2 separate regions of the Sus scrofa genome follow, and region 1 is linked to region 2. The links are chromatin contacts, called in public HiChIP or PLAC-seq maps. All regions are on one chromosome and are shown on one strand. Each heading gives the region's core, a stretch centred on a gene start, on an enhancer-like site or on the middle of the called end of the contact. The rest is flanking DNA. Distances are from core to core; before and after follow the strand shown. Region 1 overlaps CLASP1 (CLIP-associating protein 1). Region 2 holds the start of NIFK (nucleolar protein interacting with the FHA domain of MKI67).

The links. HiChIP or PLAC-seq counts read pairs in DNA pulled down with a chosen protein or histone mark.
Region 1: an H3K27ac HiChIP or PLAC-seq map of alveolar macrophages shows a contact between it and region 2. The contact joins the enhancer-like site here to the promoter of NIFK in region 2. A contact is called at or near these places in 1 of 5 promoter capture datasets (fetal liver), 19 of 47 Hi-C or Micro-C datasets (blood, brain, embryonic fibroblasts and 10 more) and 2 of 2 datasets of contacts at active chromatin or transcription factors (alveolar macrophages and skeletal muscle).

Annotation. Positions count from the first base shown.
Region 1 is chr15:29,860,905-29,866,777 of Sscrofa11.1, forward strand. It overlaps CLASP1 (CLIP-associating protein 1), which reads left to right. Exons shown (of 38, transcript XM_021075175.1): 4 at 1,671-1,749; 5 at 4,193-4,296; 6 at 5,051-5,142. Among named protein-coding and RNA genes, the nearest start is that of CLASP1, 81 kb to the left of the region's middle. Within about 2 kb of position 1,352, at least 80 of the 83 cell types and tissues checked have an H3K27ac peak or open chromatin away from gene starts, as enhancers often do. A contact at or near this core is called in alveolar macrophages, brain, embryonic fibroblasts and 7 more, where this site is marked.
Region 2 is chr15:29,718,039-29,723,511 of Sscrofa11.1, forward strand. NIFK (nucleolar protein interacting with the FHA domain of MKI67) reads left to right here and starts at 2,912. Exons shown (of 7, transcript NM_001101827.1): 1 at 2,912-3,070; 2 at 4,567-4,704. The coding sequence starts at 2,966.

The DNA of each region.
Region 1 (5,873 bases), core at 102-2,601, 140 kb after region 2:
TACTGATTATTATTAACTAAAGTCCATAGTTTATTCAGGTCTTAATTTTTAACTGTTACCCATTATCAATTCCAGGATCCCATCCATTTAATTGTTGTGTCTCTTAGGCTCCCCTTGGCTGTGACAATTTCTGACTTCCTGTTTTCGATGTGTACCAGTTAGGTGTTAGGATGACCCTTCTATTGCGATTTGATATTCTTCTCATGGTTAAACGGGCCTTTGGATTTTTTAGGTGAACGATCATAGACCTAAACTGCCACTTTAATCACATTAGAAGCATACATACTACCAATGTGTTGACTGTGATCACCTGGTTGAGGTGATATTGTCAGGTTTTTCTGCGCTACTACAGTCACCCTCCGCCCCCCACTTCGGTGCTGTCCTCTTGGGAAAGAATACCTAAACCTCTGTGGCTCACAAGTTATTATTTCAGTGTTTTATATCATTACAGACTAAAAATAAAACTTGTCACAAACCAGTGCTCTCTTTAGAAAAATTTAAAAAATTTACGTTTTTCAGTATCTTCAAATGGTCAGTCTCTTGCAAGGGTAGTTTTGTATTCTGGTGATAACTGGTCCAGTTTTGATTTCTCAGTTTTGAAGCAGTGGATTTTAAGGCTAAGTAGAAAAGCCAATAGTTTTTGCTTTTATGAGCCGTGAAACTAACGTCAGCCTGATGCAAGATTCAGAGTTTCTTCTGACTATAACTGGTTTGTGCTGAGGTCGTTTGGAACCGTGTTTAATATATTGTGCAGTGCAAACGTGCTTCCTATCGGAAGGGTTATTTTAATTTACCTTTAGTGGATTATTCCAAATCTGAAATCATAGGGGAAGTTACTGAAATGTTGGGTCTCCATTAATTGACATGTTGAAAGCTACAGCGAGCGGGAGCACCCTCTACAGGTTAGTAGTGTAACCAAAAAGACGCAAGACTAGTTTCCTCTTCGTTATTACTTTTGAACTAAAAAGTAGTGGAAAAGAGGTTTCATCTTTTTTCCAAAAATTGCACCAAGATAAAGCAGAGCTCTAACCGGTGCGGGTGTGTTGTTTAGGCGTTAGCAGTACTGCCCTCACTATGCGTTCATTGGACAGTAGCGCAACCCCAAGAAAAGGATGGTTGAATGATGGCGCCGTTCGCGCCGGGAGCTCCAAGCACCAATACCAGGTTTGCTTGTGGTGACTAATCCGGACGTCCCGCCCCAGTCGCCTAGTAGCTGTTGTACCTCTGTTGATCACAGCTCCCCGAGCAAACCACCTGCTCCTCGTTTTCTGGGGCTTTGAAGGTCGCAAAGAGACCGCTCAGTGTTACCCAGAAGGCCACGCGCCGGTATTGAGCTTATTTGCATACGTGCTCCTGCCGGGGCGGGGCTGACAGGGGGCAGGGCCGCGCGCGCTCACGCCCTTGTCAGATGGCGGCCGGGACGTAGTTCTGCTGCCGCAGTGGTGGTTGATTCGGGTCTTGTCACCGACTATTACATATTCGAGGCATTAACAGCCCCCTTGGGCAATAGCAGTTCTCCTCATGACGCCCAATTTTACCATGCCTGTGGGCGCGCGTTCTCAGGCCCTCGGGATGCGTCTGAGCCAGCAGTGCTGGGGGGGGTCCGGGGTTCGGCAGGCGGGGGCGCCCCGGGCCGGCAGCTGACGCGTGCCCGCTGTTTCCCGTTGCAGGTGGCTCTTCTGGGCATGGACATCCTATCCGCGCTGGTCACCCGGCTGCAGGATCGCTTCAAGGCGCAGATCGGCACAGGTGAGCTGCAGGCGGGCGTGGGCTTTCCTCTCTAGCCTCCACGTCCCGCTCCTCAGCCTTCTGCTCCAGCCTCTACCCTTGTCCCTCCTGCGGGTTCCCCAGCTTTCCCCTCCATCCCCGACTCCGCCTCCTCCCCTGTCTTACCCTCCAGCCCCCGCCCCTGGCCAGCCCACGCCGCTCCTGCATCTTTAGATGCCAGGGCTGCACCGCCGCCCTCCCTCACCTACTGGGCGCCCCACCCGCCGCCTCACCACGCCTCCTGGCGCCCTCCCGGCTTTCCACACCTTTCTGCTGGTCTCTTCCACCTTTCTGCTCTAGTTACAAACTATTACTTCTATTTCTTTTGCCCGTTAGCTCTCACACTGTGGTGCCTGTCCCTAACTCTTGACTTTGAGTTTCTATTTTTTTTTTATTACTCAATGAATTTATCACATCTGTAGTTGTATAATGATTATCACAATCCAGTTTCACAGGATTTCCATCCCACAACCCAAGCACATCCCCCCACCCCCCAAACTGTCTCCTCCGGAGACCATAAGTTTTTCAAAGTCTGTGAGTCAGCATCTGTTCTGCAAAGAAGTTCAGTCTGTCCTTTTTTTCAGATTTGACTTTGAGTTTCTTTGAGAACTCTGGAGACCGGATGTCCTTTCCAGATTATTGTTGGTGTGATTGTTTTCACTTTGGTTGTAAATGTCATTACAAGTGTGTGGTAAATCATCACTCATTTTGAAGGAAAAACCCTAAGTTGGTAAAATGAAATAAAAATATCTGCAGGTTTCATACATTAAGAGATGATTTAATTCCTGATGTCTGGACATCCATGACAGTATAAATATTAAGCAGCTCTGTTTGTGCAATATTTCCTTATAGAATTTCTCCATTTCAGTGGGTGCGCATAGACTTGTTCTATTCGGTTAACTCTCTGGGTAGTGTGCATCTTTAGATAAAGTCAGGCACTCTTCCTACTCTGGCACAGGCTGTCCAGCGACAAATAAAAATCCCCCTCACTTTTTGATTCTAATACTATTCTATTTTCCTCCGAAATTAGCTGGATTATTCAGGGCTAACTCTTGTAAAAGAAATGTTTATGGAATCTTAGAGGATGCAGCGTAAACTGACCTCTGATATCTGGGTGCCCTTGAAGCAGCGAGGATGGCCTACCCCCAGCCCACCCCCACCCCCACCCCCCACCCCGTGATATGGAGGGAGGGCTTGAGCAGCAGTCTATCTCATGAGATAGTTTGGTTTCAAGTCCATTCAAAACTGATTGAGGGATCAATCCCTGACCATGCTTAGTGATTTGGGATTTGTGTTGCTGTGAGTGTGGTGTAGGTTGCAGACACAGTTCAGATCCCATGTTGCTGTGGCTGTGGCGTAGGCCGGCAGTTATAGTTCTGATTTGACCCCTAGCCTGGGAACTTCTATATGCCATGGATGGGGCCCTAAAAAGCAAAAAAAACCCACAAAAAAACAAAAACAAACAAAAAACAACTGATTGAGGGAGTTCCCATTGTGGCTCAGCAGTAACAGACCCGACTAATATCCATGAGGCTGTGAGTTTGATCCCTAGGCTTGCTCAGTGGCTTAAGGATCCTGTGTTGCAGTGAGCTGTGGTGTATAGATCGTAGACTAGGCTCATGGGCCGGCAGCTGCAGCTTGGACTCGACCCATAGCCTAGGAACTTTCATATGCTACAGATGCACCCTAAAAAAGTAAGACACCCCCCCCACACAAAAAAAAACAAAACAAAACCAAAACTGAATAAGCCTTAAGTACCTGTTCCTTCTCCCCCCAGGCAGATGCACTGGAGCCCCCCTCACCTGCATTTCTTTTTGTGTCGACTCTTTACTGCCAAAGGTCTTCCACCGGCTCCAATTTTTTTTTTTTTTTTTTTTTAATTTTGTCTTTTTAGGGACGTACCCGAGGCATATGGAGGTTCCCAGGCTAGGGGTCGAATCGGAGCTATAGCTGCTGGCCTACGCCACAGCCACTGCATGCCAGATCTGAGCCTCATCTTTGACCTACACCACAGCTCACAGCAACGCCAGATCCTCAACCCACTGAACGAGGCCAGGGATTTAACCTGCAACCTTATGGTTCCTAGTCGGATTCGTTTCTGCTGTGCCATGACGGGAACTCCACACTGACACCCATTTTAATGACGTTTCAGCAGTTTAAAAGTTAGTTAGAAGCTGCCTGGAGGAAGGTGGTGAGAGGAAGAAGACGGATGGCGTGTCTGTGCAAAGGGTTCTTGGGAGTTCCTAGAGTAGCTCCTGTGGATTTGAGCAGGAAGGGCAGAATTATTGGCTTTGGCGGGTTTAGAATGATGTGCATCATTTAGGTCAGAATTTTGAAATATCTTGTTAATTGACATAAAGGCAGTTGGGGACTGTAGGCCCCCCAAATAGATTTTCGTTTGATCAATTTGCATTTTCATTTCCAGTGCTGCCAAGTTTAATAGACAGACTGGGAGATGCTAAAGACTCCGTGAGGGAGCAAGACCAGACTCTGCTGCTAAAGATCATGGATCAGGCTGCTAATCCCCAGGTAAGGGGGGAGGGTGTCTTCGGCCCACTGGCCTGTGTGTTCCTGCAGAAGGTCAGTGGGTTTCAGAGGAAAATTCCATGGCCTTTCATCAGGTCCCCTCCCACCCCCGTAAAGGATGGTTAAATAAGTAAGAAACAGAGAAGGGTATACGTTGAAAACACTCGTGGGTATTGAGCACTTGGTTCAATCTTTAGCTCTTTTACATAATCCGCTCTGCTGTCAGGCAGTCAGAGGCCTAGCTGGAACCCTGCTCCCTCTTGCTGGTGAGCTGGGGCTGTGGGGATGGACAGACAGGGGGACTCAGCCCTGTCTTATGGGCTTCAAATGTCTGTTGTTTGGGGGGGGGGTGATGTGGGGAAGGATCAGGAAAAGGCTTCCCAGGGAAGGGGGAACCTAGACTGGGGTTTGGCTTGTGGGCGAGGTGGGTACCGGTGTCCCAGGCTGAGAGCGAAGAGAGCAGAGCATCTTGGCAAGTCTTAATCTTTCCTCACCCATAAAATGGGGACAGCTATACCTCCCTTTCAGGGTTGCTGGGAGAATTACATGCAGTTATACAAACGGATGTGTTTTGAACATTTTTAGCTTGATATGCAGACCTAAGCCCCCAGTTTTCAGTAAGTCTCGGGGGAGGGGTGAGTGGGCTGCTGGGGGCGGGGGCCGATTTGGCCCCTGCCGAGAGGCTCCTCCTCTGCTGGCCCTGTTGGGTGGAGGCTGCAGGAGTCTGCTCTCCTCTCCTGTCCTTTGCCGCCTGCAGTACGTGTGGGACCGGATGCTGGGAGGCTTCAAGCACAAGAATTTCCGCACCCGGGAGGGCACATGTCTCTGCCTTGTCGCCACACTCAATGCGTAAGTCTGGAGGGGGCCTGAGGGTCTTCTTGGCTGAGCTTTTTTGTATTAAACTCTTAATTTTGAGATCACTGTGTATTAACAGGAAGTCGTAGAGCATGTCCTGGGAGATGGGGCCCCCCCATCTCATGTCTCTAGTTCAGGGTTAGTACCAGGAAGTCAGGATTGACCCCATCCACAGTCCTCCAGTGACACACATGCACTGCCACCAGTGCAGCTCTGGGTGACTAGCCACCACATACAAGTGCACATGTGCCCTTCTCCCCAGGTGACCTCATGCTGCTCCTCGCTAGCCAGACCCTAACTCCTGGCCACTGCTCATCTGTTCTCCAGCTCTGTAATTTTATTAATTCAAGAATGTTATACAAATGGAATCACACAGAGTGTAACTCTTTGAGACTCAGACTCTTTTTCACTCTGCATAATTTCCTTGATGATGTTGCCTAAAAAGGGCCACACCCGCGGCACATGGAGGTTCCCAGGCTAGGGGTCCAATTGGAACTGTAGCCGCCAGCCTACACCACAGCCACAGCAGCACAGGATCCGAGCTGCACCTGCGACCTATACCACAGCTCATGGCAATGCCGGATCCTTAGCCCACTGAGCCAGGCCAGGGATCAAACCCACAACCTCATGGTTCCTAGTCAGATTCTTTTCTGCTGTGCCACAACAGGAACTCTGGTAGTTCCTTTTTTAAAAAAAACTTTTAATTTTTTAAAATTTGTATTTGG
Region 2 (5,473 bases), core at 1,662-4,161:
CCTGCAGCAACACTGGATCATTTAACCCACTGCACTGCACCAGGGACTGAACCTGCATCCTGGCGCTGCAGAGATGTCACGGATCCTCTTGTGCCACAGCAGGAATTTCCACCAGTCTTCTTTTTTTGTTGGCTTGTTTTTGTCTTTTTAGGGATACACCTGAGGCATATGAAGTTCCCTGCCTTCGCCACAGCAACAGCAACACAGGATCCAAGCCACATCTGTGACTTACACCAAAGGTCAAGGCGATGCCAGATACTTAACCCACTGGATTGAAGCTACATGCTCATGGATACTAGTAAGGTTCTTAGCCCATAGAGCCACAGTGGGAACTCCAATAAGTCCTATTTTTAAAGTCCTTGACAGATTTTGCCAAATCTCTTTCTAGAGAAACTGAACTCATCTCCATCCCCCTGGCCACTTGGCTGCACTCTCCTGAGTGTGAATGTTAACACTGTAGACATTCTGGGCTCATTTAAGGGTGAAAATATGACTCATTTAATAGTACTGAAGACTCTGTTATAGGTGGTACACTTCTACAAGTTTCCTTGAAGGGCAGTGAACCCTATGAGCAGCTACCCCTCTCCACTCTCCCCACCCCCATCCCTCCAGGAGCCCCCCCCCCGCCCCCCCCCGCTTTGCCAAGGTCATTGCCACACTCAGGGTCTAGATTCGGGGTTGTGCATGAAGTTAGACCTGGCACAGGGCAAGATGTGGCCAAGGTGATAGTCACAGAGAAGGACAGAGAAAGAAAATTTCCCTCCCAACTTCAGGTCCTGTGGCCCTAAACTGAATACAGGCGGAATTTTTAGTTGTCAGGTGACATGTCCTGAGGCTGCACTATTGAGACTAATGAAACAAATGACACTTTCTCTCCACTTCCCCTAAAATTGTCCCTTTCAGCCCAAAAGCCCTGTGACTGAGCAAGGGTCAGCCAGGCAGGGCTGAGCATGCTGACTCATAGCTGGAAGGTTGGATGACCCCTCAGGGACCAGGCACAATGGATGGAAAAGGAGGAGAAGAGGAGGAAGGCGAGCAGGGCTGGGTAGGCACCTCAGCCCCACCTCTCAGAGTCTTCTGTTCCCAAGACCCAGCTCCCTAGATACTCAGCACACCCTGCCTTACCCTGAAGCTCTGACATCAGCCCTCACCATGCTACCTACCCCATCCCCTGCCAGGGGCTCCAGTGCATAGGTGGTGATGGTGGCCCCATAGGAAAGACATGCCACTATTGAGTTCCCACAGAGGGGTGGCATGGTGGGTGGTCAGTGGGGGCAAAAGAAAGGAGAGACATTCATTGAGCACACGCAGCCACACACTCAGGTCTGTAGAAGTGTCTGGAGGCATTTGGTTGTTAAGTGACTTGGGGGGAGAAGGGTGGTGCTGACATCAGGTGCTGGAGACAGGGTGCCAAGGCAGAGTGGGACACACAGTCCAGTGAAAAATTGTTCTACCCAAGAAGCCTCTGCCCTCTACAAGAAAAATCGGAAGGAGAAAACGTAATACCCAAATTTTAGGTAGTGCATTTGTTTTCATTGGGCAATCTGCCACCTCTGTCTCCCATACTGGCTGGCATGGACTACTACTGTAGCCTTGACTCCCTGTTTCTTCAGTCCACCTGCCACCCTAACTAGTGGAGTTATTTGAAAGGTATGAACAACCACAGCCTTCCATAAAACCCTCCCATTCCCCTGCATTTACAATAAAACCCAAGCTTTCAACCTTGACAAGCAGAGCCCTGGAGCTCCCACCTGCACCCTTGGTCCTCACCCCTTGCTGAGCTCCAGCCACAATGGCTGGTCCCTTCTTTCCAGCCTAAGACCTCCATGCCTGCTCCCCATGCCTTCAGGTCTCAGCTCAAAGCTACCTCCTCCGGAGGCCCTCCTTGCCACCCAGGATGCCTCTCCCCCAATCTCTTCAGTATCTCACATAGCACCAGACCCACCCTCAGACGTCCTTTATCTGCCCCTCCCCCCAAGCTCTAAGTTCCCCAAAGGCAGCAGCAGAGGGACGCACAATAAGAGCTCAAAAAACAAGTGAAAAAGGAAAATAGGGGAGTTACCATTGTGACTCAGTGGTAACGAATCCGACTAGTATCCATGAGGATGTGGGTTCCATCCCTGGCGTTGCTCACTGGGTTAAGGATCCTGCGTTGCCAGGAGCTGTGGTATGTGGAGTTGCTATGGCTGTGATGTAGGCGGGTAGTTGCAGCTCCGATTCAACCTGTAGCCTGAGAACTATGCTGAGGGTGCAGCCCTAAACAGCAAAAAGAAAGAAGATAAATAGAAAAGAATTAATGGTTAGCAAGACCTCAAGGGCACGAGTATTGTTTTGGGGTTGGTTTCGTTTTTGGTTTTGGTTTTTGACTGCGCTCAGGACTGGAGGAAGTTCCCTGGCCAGGGATAGAAACTGCAGCAGCTACCTGCCCTGAGCCAACCCGCTGAGACACCAGAGAATTTCTGGAGTCGATTGTCTAGGGGTCAAATGAAAGCTGCAGCTGCCCGGCTTACACCACAGCCACAGCAACACCAGATCTGAGCTGCATCTGTGACCTACACTACAGCTCACGGCAATGCTAGAACCTTATCCCAGTGAGCGAGGCCAGCGGTGGAACCCACACCTTCATGGATGCTAGTCGGGTTCTTAACCTGCTGAGGCACAATGGGAACTCCCTGGAGTTGGTTTTTATCCCAACCCTGGCCCTTGAAATGTGAGGGCCATAGAGGAAACGCTAACAAGCTATTCACAGCAATTTTGGGGAGCTGGCAGGTGTTAGAGTGAGGTCAGCGGCTGTTGAGGCAGGGGACGCCGGAGCTCGCTGGACCCTCCCCGCGCCCCGCCCAGGCCCCACCCCCTGCCGCGCCGCGTCGCGCCCAGGCCCCGCCCTCACTTCCGCTTTGGAACCCTACAGGACTCGCATTTCCGGGAGCTCCGCGTGGATTTGGTTAGCCCGGTAGCAGGCTTAATGGCGGCTCTCGCTGCCCAGGTTGGGCCGCTCTTGTCCCTGAATCCGCAAGAAGATGCTAAGTTCCAGAAGAAGGTAGCGCTGGCTCGCCGTCGCGCAACCAAGGTGAGTGGCCTGCGCGGCCCCAACCGCGAGAGGAGGCGGCTGGCGCGCCCTGGGCCTTCTGCCCAGCGCGTCTCGGCAGCCCCACGCCTGTGCCTCAGCAGGGTCACCCTGGAGGCCCCGACCCCAGGAGACTCCGACCCCAGGAGACCCCGACCCCAGGAGACCCCGACCCCAGGAGACCGAGGTTTTCCCGAGAGGACCGAAAAATGAAGGGGTGGGTGTTGGGGTGACGATGGAAAAGAGGAGGCCAGCCGATGGGAGCGCCCCTTGTACCGCAGATCAGCCCCAGATCCGAAAGAGCGTTCTTTGGCTCTGCCCCTGTAGGGAAAATGTGGCCTCTGTTCACTGGCACTAGTTTGGGAGTCGGAGTTTTGAGGAAGAGAAAGAACAGTTTTATTGCTTTGCCAGGCAAAGGAGGACACGGCAGGCTAATGCCTCAAAGCTATGTCCTGACTTGAGAGGGGATAGCAAGGGGTTTTATAGGTTTAGCTCGGAAGACAGGATTATTGATTAAGATGTCTATGTTATTCTTAATCCATAGATCATTTCAAAGTAGTCAAATCCGGAGTCAGTCGGTTTGGTGATGGTTTCTGGTTGTCTTCAGGGTTATCGTCCCTTGACCTTCTCTCTGGAATAAAGACTGCTTAAGGGGAAGGGGTGTCAGAAGAGTGTTTCAATTATAAAAGAAAACATTAGGTGCAATATAACTCTGATTAGAAAGTAAACATTAGTAATAAGTTAGCAGACCAAGGCAGGACACAACATAATGGAGACTGTTTTAACTAGGTTTTAGCTGTAACAGTATTTTCTAATCATTAACTCTCGAGTCAGCCTTTTGAGACTGAGGGGAGGCCTGGGAGACTAAAGGAAAGGCCGTTTATTTCAAAACACAAAGATTTAGGGTCTGGTACATGGTTTCATCCCCAAATTGGGGAGGTTCGGTTGCCAGGTCCATGGTTTTGGAATCCTTAAGAGACAATTTTTGCCAGGCTTCATTTGCTTACGACTAGGGGCCCTGACATAAAGTTCTGTTTCCCAAAGGTTTTAGCATAAAATGCATTCCCGGAAAACTTAAAAGTCCTTATTATAGAAAACAAGGGTATGTTGGAGGTACTGTTAACTAACGTCTTAAAATAGTTGACTTAGGTGAGTACGAATTAAACGATGATCTGCAAAACTGTACTTATGTGGAGTTCTTAGGCCAGAAGATTTTGAATAATGCGTTCAAACCATTGATTCACCGTATACTTACTGAGCATTGACTTTGGGGGCCTGGAATGGGGACGCTGAGAAGACAGTCTCCTGCTTGACAATTGTCTTTGTGGGGAGATGGACATTAAACAGTTAATTTTTATATTCTGTTGTGCTAAGTGGAGATGCAGGGTAGGTTCTTATCTGTTGTCTTAGACTGAAAGCAGGGAGTTTTCACAGGATTTGTTGCAATGTGTTGTTGTTTCTTATTTAAAAAAATATTTGCCTGGTCTTGATGTCTTCAGCAACCAGAGAAACAAAAACTTACTCCTGGAGTAATCTATGTGGGCCACTTACCTCCATCGCTATATGAAACCCAGATCCGAGCATATTTCTCCCAGTTTGGCACTGTTACAAGATTGAGACTGTCCAGGAGTAAAAAGGTAAGTTTTTTTTGGATTGAGATAAGTTGTTTCATTTTCCAAAAGAATATCACCCTTGACAGTGTATGGAGCATGTTCCTTATTATCGCTCCCTCTAGAAAGGGGTGGAGCGAGAACTAGAACCTGAAACAGCTGTGAGAGCAAAATCACTATTCCTGTTAATGTTTTACTGTTTACAAAAAAAAAAAAGTGATTGCCTTAAGTCCTCAAATTAAATTGACTGTCCTAATAAGTGAGTCATATTTGTGCTGTGACTACTAAGCCCCATGTACATGAACTTCAGTTTGAGGAGCTGGTTCATAGTCCCTTTGTAAAAGCCTCTGATAGCGAAGGTTGGTCAGGTGCATCGTTAGAGTAAGGATGGAGCAAGGCTACATAGGTGTGAGGCCTGGCTCCACAGTTAACCAACTGTGTGGCTTTGGACAAGTTATTTATACTCTCATACTTCAGTTTTCTGATTTGTAAGATAGAAACAAAATAGCACTGACATCTTAGGAGTATCTGAGCAAAGATTAAATGGGGTAATGACTGAAGGTTCTTAGAACAGTGTCTGAGCCACAAAGTACTATATAATGTTGTTTTGGGGAGGTTTTTTGCTGGTTTGTTTGGTTTTTTTTTTTTTTTTTTTTGAGGTCATACTAGCGGCATATGGCGGTTCCCAGGCTAGAGGTCAATTCAGAGCTACAGCTGCCGGCCCCAGCCACAGCAATGCAGGATCCGAGCTACATCTTCGACCACGTTACAGTTAACAGCGACACCAGATCCTTAT